Regions from separate parts of the Sus scrofa genome. Here region 2 is linked to region 1. A link is a contact called in public HiChIP or PLAC-seq data. All regions are on one chromosome and are shown on one strand. The core of a region is the stretch at or near the end of the contact, and the rest is flanking DNA. Distances in the headings are between cores, read along the strand shown.

Region 1 (6,508 bases), core at 1,145-3,644:
TAGGCCAGAGGCTACAGCTCCGATTGGACCCCTAGCCTGGGAACCTCCATATGACGCAGGAGCAACCCAAGAAATAGCAAAAAAGACAAGAAAAAAAAAAAAAAACCCAACTAGTATCCATGAGGAGGTGGGTTCAATCCCTGGCCTGACTCAGTGGGTTAAGGACCCATCGTCCCCATAACCTATGGTGTAGGTTGTAGGCATGGCTCCTATTTAGTGTTGCTGTGGCTGTGGTGTAGCCCAGCAGCTATAGCTCTGATTTGACCACCTAGCCTGGGAACCTCCATATGCCACACGTGTGGCCCTAAAAAAACCCCAAAACCAAAAAAAAAAAAAAAAAAACCCAACTTACTGAGCCCCAAGTGATGCTCGGGGCAAAGAGGGGGAGGGGAGTCATTTAGAAAAACCCAGGCAGAGCCTCCTGGAGGAGTTAACAACCTGGAAAGGGGTGGGGGGTGCAAATTGCACACCCAGCCCTGTGAGATCCTCAGCCCACCCTCTCTCCTCAGCCTACACGCCTCTTGCCCAGTCTCACACCCTCTCCCAGCTTCAGCCACCACCTGGACCACAAATCTGTCAGCCTGTGGCTCTCCAAAGCTGTGGCCCCAGTCCCTGAACTCCAAAGCTGCCAACCCAAGCGCCTCTTGCCCACTTTCTCACCTGGGGGTCTCCCAGGGCCACTAGCCCCACAATTTAAAAGCTGAGGTACCCTCCTCAACTCCTGCTCAGCATCCTGCATCCCTGTCCTAGGTGGGGGCACTCCCATCCAACCACCTCTGTGTCATCTTCTTTTTTTTTTTTTTTCTTTTTAGGGCTACACCTGCGGCATATGGAGGTTCCCAGGCCAGGGGTCAAATCAGAGCTGCAGCTGCCAGCCCATGCCACAGACGGAGCAACACAGGATCCGAACAGTGTCTGCAACCTACACCACAGCTCACAGTAATGCCAGATCCTTAATCCACTGAGCGAGGCCAGGGATTGAACCCACAACTTCATGGTTCCTAGTCGGATTCGTTTCTGCTGTGTCACGACAGGAACTCTGCCTCTGTGTCATCCTTGCTGTTCCAGTCCCCAAACCCACACAGCCAATCAACTGCCATTTTCCTCCAAAACATCTCAAATCCAGCCTTCTCTTCCTCCTAGTGCCTCTGTCCCAGGTGAACCCTGAACTCCTGTCTAATAACCTCCTGACAGTTTCCCAGTCTTATCTCCCACAAATCCATCTTCTGTGCAGCCAACCTGTATACGTTCCTCCCTGCCTCAAGCCTCAAACCCTTAAAACCCTCCAGTGGTTCTTCTCTTTCTGCAGGGGGGAAGTACAAGTTGCTTCCTGAGATCTTTTGATATGCCCCTCACAGGCTTTTTTCTCCAGCCACCCCATGCCTCAAACATTTCACTGCACAGGGGATGGGCTGCCTGGGGGGCTGCCTTCCCGAGTGTGAGACCTAAGCTGTGCCCTCTTGAAATTGTCTATATATATATATATCTTTCTTTTTCTTTTCTTTTCTTTTTTTTTTTTTTGGCTTTTTGCCTTTTCTGGGGCCGCTCCAGCGGTATATGGAGGTTCCCAGGCTAGGGGTCGAATCGGAGCTGTTGCTGCTGGCCTGCGCCAGAGCCACAGCAACGCCAGATCTGAGTCCACGTCTGCGACCTACACCACAGCTCACAACAACGCTGGAAAATTGTCTATATTTTTAAACAAGGGGCTCTGCATTTTCATTTTGCTCTGGTCGCTGACAATCATTTTGCCCGTCTTGCCTGTTTGTTGTCCCCTGCACCCCTCTTATGGTTTGTGGCCTGCATAGTCTCCTCCACCCAGAACACCCCTCCCACATCACCCTTTCTGCAGCTCTTCTTTTAACACTCAATTTAGGTGTTATCTTTGGGATAACAAGCCTCCCTTGAACTTCCTCCCTCCCTCCCGTTATCAGCCCTAACCACACAAGCAGCAGCTGCCCAACAGTTGTCTATTTGATGAACTGAAGGAGAAAGCAATGTGCGACACGTGGCACAAGAGACCTACAAACCATCGATGGACAGTAAAGCAAGGCAAGACGGCAAGGGATTTGCAACAGCCTCCGGGTCACCCTGGGCGGCGCTAGGACCCTGCCCGCAGACGCGTTAATGTTGCGGGGAGGCTTCCTTGCCGGGAGGCTTCCTTGTCTTGTTGGCCGGAAGCGCCTGGAGCCGCTCTAGAGCGCCGCCTACTGGGATCGCGACGCCGCTGCAGCCCTTTCCTGACTCCCCCACCCTTCCCTGGCCGTGAGCCCGCCTCGCGTCTCCTATTGGCCGTCTCCTCTTCTCCCGCCCCTCCCGGGCTCAGCCACTCGGAGCCCCGGGGTGGGTGGGGCTTGAGGCCGGTGGTGTGCGCGCCCCGATTGGCTCAGAGGAAGGCGGTGACGTGGCCGGAGCAGCCCTGTCTGTGCCTAAACTGAAGCTCGGCCACGCTAGATCTGGATTGGTGGTAGGCGGGGCGGGCCCCGGTCGCTGGCCGGAAGCGGAAGTGGAGGAAAGATGCAGGTTTGAAGACAGGAGTTGGAAAAATGGGGGGCTGGTTTGGGACCCCTGGACTCAGTTCAGCCCATCCTTCCCTGATCTGCTTCCCCGGCTCTCTCATGGGCTCAGCCCTCCCCGACTCCTGCGTGGTGGCTCCGCAGGGTGGCGGTTGCGCGGGCGAAATGGAGCAAGCGGCAGGTTCCCTTCCAGCGCTCACGCCCGGTTCCCCCGCGATCTTTCCCGCTAGGACCATCAGCACGTGCCCATCGACATCCAGACCAGCAAGCTGCTCGGTAGGAGGGGTCACCCCGCTCAACCGGCTGTCAGGGGGAGGCCTGGCCCTTTGCCCCATCACCAACAGCTGGAGCCCAGACATCCCAAGGTCCCTGTTCAGACGCTGACCGCTCGCCCTGCTCTGTGCCCGCGTCTGTGCCCAGACCTGCCTCGCTAAGAGGAGCAGGAAGGAACCGTTCATAAAGTCTGTACTCAATCTGCGTCTTCTACCTTAACGTTTGTAACATGTGTTGCCAATCAGATCATTCAGGCGCAGAGAGGCGAAGGGCTTACCTTGAAGATGGTCACCTACTGAGATGTCAGATCTGAAATTAGAACCTAAGTCTGTCAGGCACCAGCATCTATGCTTTTTGTATTATGCCAGAAAAAAAAGCTTTCTCTCCTTTTTTATTTTTACTATTTTCCTTTTTTTTTTTTTTTTTTTTTTTGAGGGCCGTTTGAATGGCATGTGGAGGTTCCCAGGCTAGGGGTCCAATCCGAGCTACAGCTGCCAGCCTACACCACAGCCACAGCAACGCCAGATCCGAGCCACGTCTGCAGCCTACACCACAGCTCATGCCAACACCGGATCCTTAACTCACTGAGTGAGGTCAGGGATCGAACCCACAACCTCATGGTTCCTAGTCGGATTTGTTTTGGCTGCGCCACAACGGAAACTCCGGCACATGTATGCTCTTGATGTATGTGCTTGTTATTGTTTGTGAAAGGGACTGATGAGACAACAACTGTGTATCGAGGGTTTGCGCTCTACCAGGTGCTGTTTTGTGTGCTTGATGTTATGAACATGAAGATCACCACCATTCATTGAGCCCTTGCCATGTGCTAGGTGTTTTACCTTCATTCCCCTTTGTACTCAGTGTCTCTAGCATCTTCATTTTACATGTAGGGAAACTGAGGCACAGAGCGATTGAGGGACTTTGCCCAAGAAAGTTGCTAAATAGCAGCCAAGTCCATCTGACCCCAGAGTCTAGCTCTTAGCTCCTGCCTACTGAAGAAATGTGCTTGGCTGTCATCCACCTATACCCGCTACTAAAAACACGAATCTGGGCCCAGAATCTAGGAGGTCAGTTACCTTAGTATTCATATGTGCAGGATGGTACTTCACTGGTATGATTAGACTGCTGTTATTTAGTCCTTAGGACACTATAGGTGTTAGGGGCTTTGCAGTTCTTCATTCATCTGGTTTGGCATAACCATATTGTATTTTTTTTTTTGTCATGGTTAATCCCAGCCCTGAGGAAGTGGAAGTTAAATAGCAACCTCTGTTGATAGGAAAGATACAATCACTCATGGAAGCAAAAATATTATGGAGAGTTTAGAGTGGCCCAAAGTGGCACATTTTTTTGTTTTGGTTTGGTTTTTGGTTTCTTTGGCCACACCTGTGGCATATGAGGGTTCCCAGGCTAGGGGTCTAATTGGAGCTGTGGCTGCCGGCCTACACCACAGCTCACGGCAATACTGGATCCTTAACCCACTAGTTAAGCGGGGCCAGGGATCGAACCTGTGTCTTCATGGATATTAGTTGGGTTTGTTATCCCTGAGCCATGACAGGAACTCCCAAAATGTCACTGATGGCAAGACCAATTTAAAATTTTTCTTTTTCTTTTTTTTTTTTAAGAGCCTCACATGTGGCATATGAACGTTCCCAGGCTAGGGATCTCATTAGAGCTATAGTTACAGCATTGCCTGCAACCTATGCCACAGCTTACAGCAACACTAGATCCTTAACCCACTGAGTGGGGCCAGGGATGGAACCTGATTTTTCATGGGAACTAGTCAGGTTCCTTACCACTGAGCCACAACGGGAACTCCTCAAGTTTTTCTTTATCCTGTTGTCAAGGCAACTGCTCTATAAAAGTCACACTGCGGATAAAGTCAGGTTTTGGAATCTGTTTAGCCCCAAGCATCCCTTTGGGCCTGTCTTCATTCCCATCTTCCTGTGACCTCCACACCTTAACCAGTATGAATACAGCTTTTAGCCCATGTCTTAGGGTAGTTTGTTTGAATCAGTGGTGGCATCTTGGCCACGTGGATGGGCATGCTGTGACTGGGGTTTTTCTCACATAGACTGGCTGGTGGACAGAAGGCACTGCAACCTGAAATGGCAGAGTCAGGTGTTGACCATCCGAGAGAAGATCAACGCTGCCATCCAGGACATGCCAGAGAGCGAAGAGATCGCCCAGCTGCTCTCTGGATCCTGTGAGCGCTTTGGGGCTACGTTCCTGGACCCCCCCCTCTTTCCCAGGGTGGCATGTGTCTGTTGAGTTGCTCCCTTTTGCTGAGCCATAGGGCTGAGCCCTAAAGAAAAGGAGAGTTTTGTTTGGGGTACAGATGCTGGTTCCTCCCCACACGAAATGATGAAGGGGAGCGCTACGCCCGCTAACGTTCCTGGCACATACAGGAGTCCTCCGTGTGCGTTGGCCAGAGTGGGTGGGGAAGAGACGGCAGTTCGCAAAGTCTTTGCCCCTCCTTGCTTTCCAGACATTCACTACTTCCACTGCCTAAGGATTGTGGAGCTTCTCAAAGGCACCGAAGCCTCCACCAAAAATATTTTTGGCCGGTACTCTTCACAGCGGATGAAGGCAAGTGTGGGCGATGGTGACCCCGGGGTCAGAGCCCATCTGGTCTTGCTGAGGATCCAGTGGAGATGCCTCCTTGGACTTTTCCCCCAACTTTCCCTCCATCCGAATGGTTTATGCCCAAAGTAGATCCTAGCCCTGGGTTTACGCTTTCAGACCTACCGCCTTGGGAGTTGCTCTTTGGCACCATAGTCTTAAAGTGGGTGGTCCAGCCAGTGTTGTGAAAGAGGCACGGAGTTTGCAGGGTTTTTTTGTTTTTGTCCTTTTGTCTTTTTAGGGCTGCACCCATGGCATATGGAGGCTCCCAGGCCAGGGGCCACACTGGAGCTGTAGCCTCTGTCCTCCACCTCAGCCACAGCAATGCCAGATCTGAGCCACGTCTGCCACCTACATCACAGCTCACGGCAACACCGGATCCTTAACCCACTGAGTGAGGCCAGAGATTGAACCTGCGTCCTCATGGATGCTAGTCAGATTCATTTCCCCTGAGCCACGACAGGAACTCTGGAGTTTGCATCCGATGCTCTACGGACACTGGGCGAGCCTCCTCTGTTGGGGAATTGAGCTAGGATGTGGCTGCTGAGCACTGTTCTGGCTCACTTCCTCTTTCTTTCCTTAGGATTGGCAGGAGATCGTAGCCTTGTATGAGAAGGACAACACCTACCTAGGTAAGGTGGCCCAGCCCGGGAGTCCCAGCGTCCCGGGGAAGCCCACTCCCTGAGTTCTGAGACAGTGGGCTTCAGGGAGGCACAGTTCATGTGGGGGGTGTGGGCAGAGGCTGTGCTGTAGATGCTTGTGAGGTGAGAAAATGAATTCCATGAAGAGGGAATTCTGGAGTTCCCTCCTTGGGGAGGAGCTGGGAGGTGGGCCCTGGGCTCTGGGGCACATGGGGTATGTGGGTGCGTGTCCCTGTGGCGTGCCTGCCTTGTGGTGCGGGGGTCTGGGCTGAACGCCCTGGGCCCTTCTCAGTGGAACTCTCCAGCCTCCTGGTTCGGAACGTCAACTACGAGATCCCCTCACTGAAGAAACAGATCGCCAAGTGCCAGCAGCTGCAGCAAGAATACAGCCGCAAGGAAGAGGAGGGCCAGGCGGGGGCCGCCGAGATGCGGGAGCAGTTCTACCACTCGTGCAAGCAGTAT
Region 2 (6,782 bases), core at 3,599-6,098, 130 kb after region 1:
TATGAAAAGGATTGGCCCCATTATCAAGTGTTAGAAATTATTGTTGAAAAATAAGTTAGGGGAGTTCCATTGTGGCTCATCGGGTTAGGAACCCGATTAGTACCCAGGCGGATGCGGCACTACATCAAGGAGTTAAGGTCAGGTGTTGCCATAAGCTGTGGTGTAGGTTGCAGATGTGGCTATGGTGTAGCCGGCAGCTGCAGCTCCAATTCAATCCCTAGACTGGGAACTTCCATCTGCTGCAGGTGTGGCCCTAAAAAACAAAAACGAAAAAAACCCAAAGGAAACAAACAAAAAAGAGCAAAGAGTTCCGGCTATGGAGCAAAAGGATTGGCAGCAATCTCTTCAGTGCCAGGATGTAAGTTCGATCCTAAGCCCAGAACAGTGGGTTAAAAGATCTGGTGTTGCTGCAGTGGTGGCACAGGTAGCAACTGTGGCTTGGATCTGATCCCTGGCCCAGGAACTCCATATGCAGAGGCGTGGCCAAAAAAAAAAACTAGAGACAGAGTTCCTGTTGTAGCTCAGTGGGTTAAGAACCCGACTATTATCAATGAGTATGAGGGTTTCATCCTTGAAATCATTCAGTGGATTAAGAATCCAGCATTGCCACAAGCTGCAGTGTAGTCTGAATATATGGCTTGGATCCTGTGCTGCTGTGGCTGTGGTGTAGGCCAGAAGCTACAGCTCCGATTTGACCCTTAGCTTGGGAACCTCCATATGCCGCAGGTGCGGCCCTAAAAAGGCAATAAAAATATAAAGTTAAAAAATAAAAAAAATTTTTTTGAGTTCCTGCTATGGTGCAACAGGATTGGCGGTGTCTTGGGAGCGCTGGGACACAGGTTCAATCCCCAGTCCAGCACAATGGGTTAAGGATCTAGCATTGCTAAAGCTGTGGTTTAGGTGAAGACTGCAGCTCGGATCTGATCCCTGGTTTGGGAACTCCATATACTGGGGGTGGGGGGGAGGAGAAAATTTATTTATTATAGTTATCTTACAATGTTGTGCCAATTTCTGCTGTACAGAAAAATGACTCAGTCAAATAAATATATACATTCTAAAGTACATGTGTTTTTAATGTTCTATGTGATGAAATGGGAGATATACATGAAGCACTCTGCTAATTACTGAAGTGTATGGTTATGAAATTGACATGTATGAGCTGAACAAGCTGTTTTTTTTTTAAGAATAGCATTTTTTTTTTGTCTTTTTAGGGCCACACCTGAGGCATGTGGAGGTTCCCAGGCAAGGGGTTGAATCAGAGCTGTAGCCTCTGGCCTACACCACAGCCACAACGACGAAGGATCTGTGACCCACATTACAGCTCACAACAATGCCAGATCCTTAACTCACTGAGCGAGGCCAGGGATCGAACCTGCGTCTTCATGGATGCTAGTCAGATTCATTTCCACTGAGCCATGACGAGAACTCCTAGAATACCACTTTTATTTGAAAGAAAAATTGTGGTTATTTGACTTGGATATCTGAACAAAGTGAACCTGCGACTTAGAGGAAAATGATTGAAAGAAAGTATTTTTGCCCATGACAAAATTTGAGCTTTTGGAGTTCCAATCGTGGCTCAGCAGAAACGAATCTGATTAGTATCCACAAGGACGCAGGTTCGATCCCTGGCCTCACTCAGTGGGTTAAGGATCTGGTGTTGCTGTGAGCTATGGTGTAAGTCACAGATGAGGCTGGGATCTGGCGTTGCTGTGGCTGTGGTGTAGGCCAGTAGCTACAGCTCCAATTGGACCCCTAGCCTGGGAACCTCTATATGCCAAGAGTGGGGCCCTAAAAAGACCAAAAAAAACAGAGAGAGATAGAGAGCTTTCAAGCAAAAATTATAAATTTGGAAGATGTGGTGAGGCAGAATATGCCACCCCTAAATATGGCACTTTGGCATGTGGATTATTTTGAGCTGAACGCAGTAGCAGACTTAGGGAAAACTTTTCTTTCTTTCTTTTTTTTTTTTATTTTTAGGACCTAACCTGTGGCATATGGAAGTTCCAGGGTCAAGGGTCAAAAAGGAGCTGCAGAACTTGTTCCCTCTGAGTTCTTTTTTTATTTGTTGTGTGACTTGGTCTTTGTCTTTTCTTTTCCCTAGTTTTCAGGCTAGGGAATTGGAGCTGCAGCTGCCTACGCTGCAGCCACAGCAACGTCAGATCTGAGCCGCATCTGGGACCTACACCACAGCTTGTGGCAATGCTGGATCCTTAACCCATTGAGTGAGGCCAGGGATTGAACCTGCATCCTCGCTGACACTGTGTCAGGTTCTTAACCCACTGAGCCACAAGAGGAACTCCAGGGAAAACTTTCACTTCTCCCTAACTATCTTAAAGAATGGAGGCAGGGGACTTGTACCAGAAAAAGAGCTACTACCAGAGATAACTTTTTTTATCTGAACGACTTATCAGGATGACTAGGCAAACTTTTTTTTTTCCCTTCATCTGTGGCATGTGGAAGTTCCTGGGTCAGGGATCAAACCTGTACTGCAGTTGCTGCCTGTGCCAGAGCTGAGGCAACGCTGGATCCTTAACCCACTGTGCCACAAGGGAACTTCCTGGGCAAACTTCTAATTACCAAACACCTGCTCTCCTTCTAGTCCTGTGAATTGCCCTACCCTACTTTGAAGCCCCAGGCTCCTAGCCCAGTCTTCAGCTCAAGATGGCATATGAGTCTCCACTGCCTAACTTGCCCTTGGGTATCATTTTTATGGGGCTCCTCTAAGTACAAAATTGTTTTTTCTCCTGTTAATTTGTCTTACTTCAGCCAAAGAACCTAGAAAAGAAGGGAAAACTTTTCTGCCATTATAGGAAAATGAAGTATTCACCAGTGAGCTTGATGGCAACTTTGCAAGACTGATGAATTCAGTGATGCTTTTAATAAATGTGACTTTTTTTTTTTTTTGGCTTTTAGGGGTCGCACTCGCGGCATGTGGAGGTTCCCAGGCTAGGGGTCCAATCGGAGCTAGTTGCCAGCCTACACCACAGTTCACAGCAACACCAGATCCTTAACCCACTGAGTGAGGCCAGAGATTGAACCCACAACCTCATGGTTCCTAGTCAGATTCGTTTCCACTGTGCCACCATGACGGGAACCCCTTAAATGTGATTTTTAATCACATTTTAATAAACGTGATATTTAAAATACTGAAAAGTGGAATTCCCGTGGTGGCGCAGTGGTTAATGAATCTGACTAGGAACCATGAGGTTGCGGGTTCGATCCCTGCCCTTGCTCAGTGGGTTAATGATCCGGCGTTGCCATGAGCTGTGGTGTAGGTCACAGACATGGCTCGGATCCTGCGTTGCTGTGGCTCTGGTGTAGGCTGGCAGCTACAGCTCCGATTCGACCCCTAGCCTGGGAACCTCCATATGCCGAGGGAGCGGCCCAAGAAATGGCAAAAAGACAAAAAAAAAAAAAAACTGAAAAGTGAAATACATTAATATTTGGAAGATCTACATTACTCAGAAAACCAGTATTTTCCAAATGGTTTCAGATTTCCCATTGCAACTAACCTTAAAGAAACTACCATTTAGAGTTCCCTTGTGGAGCAGTGGGTTAAGGGCCTGGTGTGTCACTGTAGTGGCCCCAATTGCTTCTGTGGCAATGGTTTGATCCCTGGCCTGGGGAACTTCCACATGTTGTGGGTGAGGCCAAAAAAGAAAAAGAAAAAAAAATTACAATTTGATGAGTTTTGCTAGTATACAATAAGAGTATCCACAATTATCGAAGGCTAAAGATACTTCTCCCTTGTCATCTATGTACCTGTGTAAGACCAGATTTTCTTCATTTCCTAGTCCAAAACAAAATCACAAGAGAGAATGGGGAAGCTAATACAAGAATTCAGCTGTCTTCTATTATGCCAAACATGAAAGAGATTTGCAAAATGGTAATAGAATAACATTCTACTCGATAATTTTTTTGGGTTTTGGAAAGTGTAGTTATATTTCATAAAATAAATTACGTTCACATGTAATGGTTTGTTATTAGTTTTAGGTGAATAGATACGTTTTTCTAATTTCTCAGTTTTAATTTCTAATCCGGTGAACATCCCACATAAACAAAAGCTCTTTGGGGTCCTTAAATATTTGTAAGAATGTAAAGGGATCCTGAGACCAACAAGTTTGAGAAAAGCTGCTTTGGGGTACGTGGACCTTACCTTATGAGATTTCTCCACCTTACAGAAGAGGAACTTAAGACATAAAGATTTAAGATCACACGGTCAGCGTAGTGCTGGTCATTGTACCCAGGTCTTTAAACTCCAGAGCTCGTATTTGCGACTGCAACTTTTCCCTTGATATTAGCTTTTCTAAAATTATTTTTAAGCAGATAGTTAAAAGGCATTTCAACAACATAAACATCGTAGTCAATGTATTTTTCTTTCTTACTAACTGGCTGGACGATCTTTCCTAGGGCTTGCTCCGCAAGTGAAACCGGTGTTTGCTGCAAAGTCCTCAGCCGGTTTTCGCTCCGACAATCTGGTCTTCGAATCTGAGTTGGTGTTTCCTTGGTAAAGCCGGGGAACTGGAGCCAGGGTTCACATGGGGACTCGCCCAGGCTCAGCGAGGTTCCCACGCTTTGGACTCTGCCACACTCTAGACCGCTGATCATCCCTTCACACTCTGCCCCGGGACCCACTTTGGGATGTTTCGGGGTTGTTCCTTGGCCACTGATTGGCTGGGCCTGACAACGATGGGTGGGATGCGGCTCTGGATTGGACGTCAGAGCCTCTTGTCTCCCCACGCCCACGTCCACCCTGCAGCCTCCCAGGGGAGAGGTAGGAATAGCTACTCCAGCAGTGGCCAGCGCTGGGCGGAGCGCACCGCCGGGGCGAGGCTGCCACTGAGAGCCCGGGCCTGCGGGGCGGGGCGTCTGGGCACCCGGGATTGGCGCGCCGGCAACTTTCTCCCGTCGTGCATCGGGGCGCCGGCAGCTCACCCGGAAGGAGAAGCCGGGACTCTGACTATATGTTGGGCTGTCAGCGGTGTCGTTGTGGGGAGTGGGCGCTGCTTTCAGGTGAGGGGGAGTGGGCGGGTCCGCGGGGAGTGGGTGCTGCTGTCAGGTGAAGGGGCGTGGGCTCTGGTCTTAGGTAAGGCCTGCAGGCTTGAGCGTCAGCAGTGGCGCTTAGGGTGGGGACCTTGCTGGACATCCTGAGGAAGGAACCGACTCCTCTCCAGAGATGAAGGCAGGGCTAGCTCAGTATCCGAGGAAGGAAACCGGCTTTTCCACTTATTTATAAAGTGTAAAGCATCTTTCCTTCCCACTCCTCAGGCTTAGTAGGCAAAAGGGAGTAAGGACTATGTGGCCTTTTTTGCTCCTAGTTCGTTAGGAACACAGGGGGTGTGGCCGGAGTAAAAGTTTGGAGACTTTTAGCCAAACGCTAGGACTAAGACTAATGACACATATTTTACGAGGACCCAGAAGACTCTTGCACTAGATTGTGGTCGCCTTTGTGTCTCAGCTTGCAAGTGGAGAGAGTGGCAAGTTGCAGATCACCAAAAGATGGAGCATAGCTGCTTGGTTGAGAACAGGCAGAGCTTGGTCAGACAGGAGAGCTCCTTCTACCACCTGTGAGTGTTTCTCCGAAGCAGAGTTTTTGAGTTGCCATCTGGCACCAAGAGCTGAAGGCTGAGTAAGCAAGGATGAGCGTCTTGGTGGCTCAGTATACTTTTTATCACCTGATTTTTTTTTCTTAACCTGTCTCTTGAAGTAGTTTAAATCTGAGGGAAAATGGTGGAGTTAAAGCCTTGAATTGCTACCTTGAATTGTTGAGGCATTGGAAAGCTTTACAAGGAATCTACCCTATAAACAAACTGGGTTTTCCTTGGAGGTCCTGGGAAAAGCAAAGGAAAACTTCAAATGTGATTGTAGGGTCGCAGGAAGCTACACTTCCTGGTGCTGGTGCCAAGTAAGTAGCTGAAACTATACTTAGTCAGATGACACATGGATCCATCTCCTAGATCATGGAGCTAAAATTAAGAACTTCCTTCTTCCCTCCAAGGGCTGAAATGAGCTTTATTTCCTCCTAAGGAGTGCACAGGGAGGAAGCTGATGGAGAATAGTAGTTGCTGAAAATTATTACTTGAAGTCTAGGTTTTTGTGGCCCCGTTGTTTCTAAGGAAAGTTACCATTGAAACTTTCTTAGTGCTTTGTGAACTTAGACTTAAGTTTATACCATCTTGGAGATCCTAGGATTTTTAAAGCCAGTTTATAGCTTTTAGTTTCTAAGTGGTATGATTCCCAAAGGAAAGGAGGGGAACTTGCTTTTGGAGGTGGTTCAGAGTCCTAGGCAAACTCTTCTTGAGCCTGAGAGTGATGACCATTAAGTTACTAAACTATGGTCCTGAATTTGGGAAACCTTTCAAGGCATTGTGGATGTTCGAGCTCTTCTGAGTGTGTGGATTTCCTTGTTAGCATCTCTCCTGTTGTTCCTTTTGTAGGAAAAACGGTTCAGTGTATTTAACTGTCTGCTCCTGTGCTGGTAATTAACCAATGCCTGAAAAGAGAAAAGAAAAGATGTTTCGTTTTAATATGAGGAGATTAGTTGTTCACAGTGAGTTGGCCTGCCTTTTTGGGTCACAGCCACTTGACTGCTTACATGCAGGACTGCTTACATGCATCAGTGGCCATGGAACTGGACAGTCCTGCCTTCCAGTTCAGGACTCTTTGGCGGTAGTGACCGCATCAAATGAAAAATCAGAATGTCAGCATGAATACTGTTAAAGATGATATCTCAATCACAAAATTTCCTGTTTGTTCAGCTCTATAGCCCAATTTTGGTGTAT

The links. HiChIP or PLAC-seq counts read pairs in DNA pulled down with a chosen protein or histone mark.
Region 2: a contact with region 1 is called in an H3K27ac HiChIP or PLAC-seq map of alveolar macrophages. The contact joins the promoter of SNX11 here to the promoter of CDK5RAP3 in region 1. A contact is called at or near these places in 1 of 5 promoter capture datasets (fetal skeletal muscle), 7 of 47 Hi-C or Micro-C datasets (embryonic fibroblasts, epiblast stem cells, fetal skeletal muscle and 4 more) and 1 of 2 datasets of contacts at active chromatin or transcription factors (alveolar macrophages).

The regions. Positions count from the first base shown.
Region 1 is chr12:24,221,868-24,228,375 of Sscrofa11.1, forward strand. It overlaps CDK5RAP3 (CDK5 regulatory subunit-associated protein 3), which reads left to right and starts at 2,395. Exons shown (of 14, transcript XM_021067091.1): 1 at 2,395-2,520; 2 at 2,744-2,789; 3 at 4,858-4,989; 4 at 5,272-5,372; 5 at 5,989-6,037; 6 at 6,339-6,508. The coding sequence starts at 2,515.
Region 2 is chr12:24,346,432-24,353,213 of Sscrofa11.1, forward strand. It overlaps SNX11 (sorting nexin-11), which reads left to right and starts at 4,849. Exons shown (of 7, transcript XM_021067103.1): 1 at 4,849-5,013. CBX1 (chromobox protein homolog 1) reads right to left here and starts at 4,626. Exons shown (of 5, transcript XM_021067108.1): 1 at 4,390-4,626.